Regions from separate parts of the Mus musculus genome. Here region 1 is linked to region 2. The links are chromatin contacts, called in public Hi-C maps. All regions are on one chromosome and are shown on one strand. The core of a region is the stretch at or near the end of the contact, and the rest is flanking DNA. Distances in the headings are between cores, read along the strand shown.

Evidence for each region. A called contact is a pair of places that touch in the nucleus more often than the background predicts.
Region 1: a contact with region 2 is called in a Hi-C map of B cells, with 6 read pairs. The contact joins the promoter of Itpkc here to the promoter of Zfp235 in region 2. A contact is called at or near these places in 2 of 484 Hi-C or Micro-C datasets (B cells and CD4 T cells).

Annotation. Positions count from the first base shown.
Region 1 is chr7:27,227,270-27,231,227 of GRCm38.p6, forward strand. It overlaps Itpkc (inositol 1,4,5-trisphosphate 3-kinase C), which reads right to left and starts at 1,348. Exons shown (of 7, transcript NM_181593.3): 1 at 82-1,348. The coding sequence starts at 1,218. It also overlaps a transcript of Coq8b not described here.
Region 2 is chr7:24,129,947-24,133,810 of GRCm38.p6, forward strand. Zfp235 (zinc finger protein 235) reads left to right here and starts at 2,426. Exons shown (of 5, transcript NM_019941.3): 1 at 2,426-3,277.

The DNA of each region.
Region 1 (3,958 bases), core at 98-2,597, 3.1 Mb after region 2:
AGAGTAACCTGGAAGAGGACTTTCTAAGCCAAGGCAAAAGGATGGGAGGACATGAGATTTGGGGTGGTGGGTCCTACTCACTCCAGCTCTGTCCTCAGGATCGCTGGTACCTCCGCCCCCGGCTACCAAGTCATCCTCAGATTCATCAAAAGAGGAGGCAGAAGAGAAGCCGCCAGTGCCCCCCTCAATCCGGGATTGGGGTCCCACCGGCTGGGCCTCAGGTTCAGGAGTCTCTGGGGTGATGATAAGGCGGGGCACAGGACACAGGGAGCTGCACTCCAGGTGGGAGCACAGGTTAGTCACCAACTCTCCAGGCTCTGATAAATCTAATGGATCATTTCCATTGGACTCCCCCAAAACGCTGTCATCCCGGAGGCCATCAGTGCCAGGTTGAGTCAAGGCACTCTCAGTGTCTTTTGAGGAAAAACCATCACTCCCAGGTTGTCTGCAGGCTGTCTGAGTACTAGGTCCTTTGAGAGAGTCATCAGTTTGGGACTCTATCCAGAAGCCGTCGGTGTCATGTGGAGTCCTGGAAGCATCCGCGGACAATTCTTTGCCGGAGTTATCAGCACTTGATTCTGGTGAGAGGCAGACTGGGTGAGTTTGGAGTTTGGACACGCCATGGTGGGTCCTAAGGTTATCAACCCTGGGCTTGTTGTCCCTCTCTGGCAGAGTCTGCCACATATCGGATCTGTCCAGTTCGGTCCAGGACTCATCAAACCCTGGTTGGGTACAGAGGCTGGCTCTCTTTGGCCGAGACTGGAGGTCAGATCTGTGAAGATCAGTTCGAAAGCCATCTGTCCAGGAACCGGCCATCTCCATCTCAACCAGGGGGCTGTTCCTTCTTGGATGTGTCTGGAGGTTGGACCCGTCTAGCTCCTTATTTTGCCTGGGCTTCTCCGACGCAACTACTAGGCCAGCTGCTTCGCACTCCGCGTGTCCATCTCCACAGGATTCTGCCTGTGGACCGTTCGGACACGGCGCAGGCTCGAGGTCGGTCCTCTCCGCCTCGGAGTGGAGGCTGGACTCCTCGATCCAGGCCCGGGGACCGCCCCCCTCCGGCCGTCCCGTCGGGCCACCTGCTCCCGGTCCAGGTCGTTGTAGTCCAGGCTGTCGCCGCCGCCCACCTCGCAGCGCCTCCAGCCCCATGCGGGCCTCGGCTGGCAGTGCGCCGGCCTCCGCCTCGCTCAGGCTCCCCCGGCACGGGCAGCGCCTCATACCCGCTCCCAGGGCCCGGGCTTTGGCCCGTCCGGCCCCTCCTTCCCCTTTAAAATCCTACGAGGGGTGTGGCTGGGGAGCCCCAACTCGTGGGTTCCGGCCCGCCGAGCTCCAGGCCGCTCGGATATGCAGGGGTTAACCGATACTCCACCTCCCAGGGAAAGCCCAAAACACGGCCCTCGCCGGAAGTGACGAGTTGACGAGTGTGGGGCGGAGCCTCGGATGCCACCGTGTGTCTCGCAGGGAACCAGCACTTGGCTTCTGATTCTGGTCAGGGTCTAGGTCGTGCGCCCCCGCGATCTTTCCCTACATCACTTACTCCGCCCCAGTAACAAGTTCAACCACGCACTCATTCAACATTCAGAGACAAGATGGACTTTCCAAAGACTTGAGACATCCCCACAGGCGTAAGTTTCAGTGCTTCCGCAGTCAATTCTCAAGCAGTTAGTTGCCTTCCCTTCCACTAAATCTCCCGTGAGAAGTCTGATGCATGGTGGTACAAACCTGTAATCCCAACACTTGGGAAATGGAGAGTGGAGGTTCAGAGGTTGTCATCCTTAGTTCCATGGCCAGTTCCTAGTCAGGGGTAGTCACACACGCACACAGAGGAGACAACTTGATGGTACAGCTTTTTATACCCGCACTCTGGAGGCAGAGGCTAACGGATCTATGTGAGTTCTAGGCCAACCTGGACCACATAGACCCCCCATCTCAAACACTCCTCCCCAATACACACAAAAGGGGAGGGGAATGAAATGACAGCAGGTCTGCCAAATCTGATGTCCTGAGTTCGAGCCCAGGACTGCAGAGTGCGAGATTTGTGGATAAATAAATTTATATGTGTTTGTTTTCAAAGAATTCCAGGGCTAGCCGGGTATGTGCCCTACACCGTTAATTACTGTACTAAGGAGTCAAAGGCAGGCAGATTTCTGAGTTCAAGGCCAGCCTGATCTACAAAGTGAGTTCTAGGACAGCCAGGGCTATTACACAGAAACCATGTCTTGAAAAACAACAAAACCCGGGCGGTGGTGGCGCACGCCTTTAATCCCAGCTCTTGGGAGGCAGAGGCAGGCGGATTTCTGAGTTTGAGGCCAGCCTGGTCTACAGAGTGAGTTCCAGGACAGCCAGGGGCTATACTGAGAAACCCTGTCTTGAAAAACAAACAAACCAACAACAACAGGGGAGAGAGAGAAAGAGAGAGAGAGAGGAAGGAAGGAAGAAAGAAAAAGAAAAACAACAAAAACAGTCTCAGGGCTGGAGAGATGGATCTGTAGTTAAGAGCCATTAGTCGCTCTCTTGAAGAATTGGGAGTTTGGTTTCTAGCACCCTGAATGGGGGTTCACAATCATCTCTAACCACAATTCTAGGGCATTGAACACCCTCTTGTGGTTTCTTCAGGGCATGCATAGCATGCACAGACATTTGCAGGCAAAATTACCCGCACACATAAAATTAAATCTTTTTAAGGCTGGCAGGGTGGCACACACCTTTAATCCCCAGTACTCAGGACAGAGGCAGACAGATCTCTGTGAATTTATGCTAGTTCCAGGTCAGCCAGAGCTACATATAGAAACCCTGCCTCGAATAATAAAGTACATAGGTAAGACCTTTTTAGGAAAGAATTCCAGGGCTGGAGAGATGACTCAGTGGTTAAGAGCACTGACTGCTCTTCCAGGGGTCCTGAGTTCAATTCCCAGCAACCACATGGTGGCTCACAACCATCTGTGATGAAACCGGATGCCCTCTTCTGGTGTGTGTCTGAAGACAGCTATAATGTACACACATAATAAATAAATCTTAAAGAAAAGAATTTCAATGTTTAAAACAATGAAGAAATCTCATGTCTAAACCATGGGTGATGGCACACTCATATAATCATATTACACAGGAGGCAGACACAAGACATTCTTATGTTTCACTAGCCCAACACCAACCTGGCCTACATGATAAGAGCCAATCTCAAAAAACAAGAGCCTGGGTTTTACATGGGCACAAGGTCTTGGGTTTAAAAAAATTATTTATTATTATACATAAGTACAGTGTAGCTGACTTCAGACACACCAGAAGAGGGCATCAGATCTCATTGGGGATGGTCTCTGGAAGAGCAGTCAGTGTGCTTAACCTCTGAGCCATCTCTCTAGCCCAGGGTCTTGGATTTTTGTTTGTTTGTTTGTTTTTGTTTTTTTGTTTTTTCGAGACAGGGTTTCTCTGTATAGCCCTGGCTGTCCTGGAGCTCACTTTGTAGACCAGGCTGGCCTCAAACTCAGAAATCCGCCTGCCTCTGCCTCCCGAGTGCTGGGATTAAAGGCGTGCGCCACCATGCCTGGCAGGGTCTTAGATTTTTAAATAAATAAATGAAGATGATTTCATGTCTAGAGGACTTATGTTCTAGGCTCTGACACTAGATCATTACCTCAAGGTTGGTTGGTTCTTTAATTACTTATGTGTACATGTGTGCCTGTGCAGGTGCATTCAGGTGCCTTTGGCGACCAGCAGGGGGCATCAGATCTGGAGTTGAGCTTACAGGTAATTGAAGCTACCTGGACACTAGGAACTGAACTCGGATCCTTTGGAAGAAAAGCAAGCATTCTTAACTGCTGAGCCCCAACTCCAGCACCTTGGGGGTTTGTGTGTGTGTGTGTGTGTGTGTGTGTGTGTGTGTGTGTGTGTGTGTGTGTGTGTGTGATAGACTTTCCCTGTATTCTTGGCTGTCCTGGAACTCACAGAGATCCTCCTGCCT
Region 2 (3,864 bases), core at 1,176-3,675:
CACAAACAACTCACAGGCTCCTTGCTACTGAGGAAAACTTGAGATCAGGGATGACTGGACTCATTAAATTTGATGTTTATTGGACACATTTCCAAATGGAGGAGAGAACTTCCAGTTCTGGTTTGGTTTCTGTTACTGTGATAATCACTGAACAAAACCATCTTGGGCTGGACCTGCCAATCATAGTCAATCTCTGAAGGAAGCCTGAGTAGGAACCATGGGGGAACACTGCCAACAGGCTTGCTGCTGTCCATGGATTGCTAGGTGTTTGTTTGTTTGTTTGTTTGTTTGTTTGTTTGTTGAGATAGAGCTCTGGCTGTCCTGGAATTCACTGTGTAAACCAGTCTGGGCTCAAATTCACAGATTCCTCCATCCTCTGCCTCCCGAGTGCTGGGATCAAAAGCCAGTCCTGACTGCTCAGCTTGCCTTTTTATATACCTGCGGACCATTTGCCCAGGGCTGGCACCGTTTACAGTGAGTTGGGCCCCTCCCACATCAACCACTAATAATGAAAATGCTTCATAAACTTGCATACAGCCCAGTCTCATGGAGGCATCTCCTCAGCTGAGGCTCCCTCTTCCCTGCAAGTTGACAAATCACAGGTAACTTTAGCCCAAGGGGATCTGGCATCCACTTGTAGCCCACAAGGGCACCTGTACCCACAGACACAGACAGATAGACAGACAGACAGACACACACACACACACTGAACCTGTTTAAGAAGGATTGAATGGGTGTATAACAGTGGAGTAAACACAGTCCATACTCTTGTCTCTGACACAGTATTCTAGACTTAGGTCAATAACCTGAGCTACAAGCTAGAGCAGATCCTGAGACTCCATGGTAAATGGACATGGTTTTGTTATGTTTTAGGGAGGGAGATGGAACAAGAGAGTAGCACTGAGTTGAACTGTCCTCCAAGCAAGAAGCTGACATGTGGCTGCAGCATGGTTGGCTCAGAAGTGGATTGTCAACTCGCTGAGACAAAGTAAGCCGTCTTCCTGTAATATGTCATTTACTTTATTTATGTATTTATTTATTAATTTGTGTTTGCATGCCTCTGTGTGTGTGTGTGTGTGTGTGTGTGTGTGTGAGTGTGTGTGTGTGTACACCAGTGTGCTGCAGCACCTGTGGTAGAGGCAGATGTAAATTACAGAAAGTCAGCTCTCTCCTTCCACTGTGTGTGTTTCAAGGATTGAACTCAGGTCCCCGGGCCTGTACCTGCCAAGGCATTTGCAGGCCACGGGCAGGGTCTCTTGTTTCTGCCACACTAAGAGGTCAGGCTAGCTGGTATGGAGTCTTCTTGCCGGCTTCAATATGGCACTTTGCTTTTATTGTGAGAATCAATAAATGGTTTTCTTTTTTTGTTGTATCTGTAGGTTGTATGGGTGGTGAATATCCAAGGACACAGCATTGGCTATGAGTTAAATCCAGTGTTTCTCAAACCTAGCTTCTGGTGCACTCAAGAAAACAGCTTTTCCAGTTTTACTTACCCTTTGCTTCCAATTAGTGTGTGTGTGTGTGTGTGTGTGTGTGTGTGTGTGTGTGTGTGTGTGCATGTTTGGAAGAAGAAGAGTAATTATGGCACAAATACAGGAGTCACATACGTCAGGTGTCAGTACTACCACTGAGCCAGGCTCCCAGCCCTTCACTGGGGGATTCTAGGCAGGTTGTGGTTTGACTGAGAATGCCCCCATAGCTCATATATTTGAATGCTTAGTCTTCAGGGAGTGGAACTCCTTGAAAGGATTTAAAAGGTGAGCAGGCGTGGCCTTCTTGGAAAAAGTCTATCACTGGGTATGAGCATCAAGATTTTAAAAGCACATGTGAGTCCATTTCTCTTTCTCTGCCTCTCTGCATATGGATCAGGATCTAAGTCTCAGCTACTTCTTCAGCATCATGCCTGCCTGCTGCCATGTTCCTGCTCTGATAAAGGACTAAACCTCTGAAAGTGTAAGCCAGCCCCCAGTTAAATGCTTCCTTTGGTAAGAGTTGCTTGGACTTGTGGTATCTCTTCAAAGCAATAGAACAGTGACCAAGACAGGAGTTGGTACCAGGGACTGGAGTATTGCTGTGACAAGCCTGACCATGCTGTTTGTTGAAGGAATATGGAAGACTTTAGGACTTTCCACTACAAAATTATTAAGTGCTTTTTGATTAGTAGAGCTTAGTGGGTCATCCTAGGAGGAGAATGCAAGACAAGGGCAATTTGAGCTGGGGGTGGGGGGCAGCTCAAGAAGTTTCAGAGGCAAACAGTACATGGCCTAAACCATTCTAGTCATATACTGAGGAAAAAAAGTGGGTGATTTTTGTCCTCATCCTAAAAATCTGCCTGAAGCTAAGTTGATGAGTTTTGTATTACTGGCATAAGCAGGGGAGATTTCCAGACAGCCTTGTGTTGACTGTGTCTTGTGGTTATTAGCAGTCGCTCTCATGGAGATCCAGCATGAGGAGGAGCAAGCCAGACAGAAAGAACTATGCAGTGTGGAGTGTGAGGAGAAAAGAAGCACCGTGAAGGCTTAAGGAAAAGCCTGATTCTGAATGCTATAAAGGGAGTGCTGACCTCAGGGCAACACCCCACCCAGCGAAGCCTCCAGCCTGTGAGAAGGAAGAGGAAAAGCTTCAGCATGAGGGAGGCCATCAGTTCCAGCTTCAGCATGAGGGAGGCCATCAGTTCCAGCTTCAGCATGAGGGAGGCCATCAGTACAGCTTCAGCATGAGGGAGGCCATCAGTTCCAGCTTCAGCACGAGGAAGGCCATCAGTTCCAGAAAGATAGTGGACATAGAATCGGATGGGGCCAAGGTCCAGACCATCGAGCAGCAGAACATGCCAGCTTTGGCCACTTGGTTCTGGCTTTAGAGTCAAGGATACAAGAAACACTTGGTTCTGGCTTTAGAGTCAAGGATACAAGAAAAGGGTTCTTGAGCCTCCCTTAGTAATGAAGGAAATGCCCTGAAGGCAGTTGTAGTATAGGAGAGTTCCTGCATAGTGGCCAAGAGAGGGCATTGAGTGAAGCTGTGAACCTGGATTATGTCGGAGACCACAAGATGTTGAAGATGCCAGAACTATGGGATCCCAGCTGCAGAGAGCTGCAGACTGAGGTGAAACCAGCCTGAGAGAGACAAGTGTGTTACAGCCAACATAGCCGAAAGAGTAAAGCATCTGAAGAGTGCTTTGACATCAGCATGGAGATGCAGAGTTTGGCCTCCACCTTTGGTTTTTAGTCTTGCTATGGTCCAGTGTTTCCTCACTATACTGCCTTCCCATTAAGAAATGGTAAAGTATATTTTATGCCATAACACATTGGATTATGTGGTCTGCTTTTTGATTTTGATTTTACAGGGAATTACAATGAAGAGATTGTCATGAGTATCATAAAAGTTTGACATTTAGATTTTTAAAAAATATTGGGATTGCAATAGATGGTGGGGACTTTTGAAGTTGGGCTGAACGCATTTGGCATTATGATATGGGCAAAGGCTTATCGAGACAGGTAGCAGAGTGTGATGGTTTGACTAACAGTGGCCCCCATACATCTATGTATTTGAATGATTGGAAATAGCAGGGAGCCATGCTTTCTGCCATGTTAATGGACTAAGCCTCTGAAACAAGCTTTGATCATGGTGTCTCTTCATAGCAGTAGAATAGTGACCCAGACACCCTGTGCTCTACCATCACTCCCACAGCCTGTGACTGGAGGATTCTATTCAGGGACTCTGCCTCTGCTGCTGAATCAGGCTCCTATAGCTGAGCAGTTGAAGTTTTAGCTTTTATAATATAATATAAAATGAGACTTCAGTGTTCTTAAAAAGGACCCACAGCTGGGCATGGTGGTGCTTACCTCTTATCCCAGCACCCGGGAG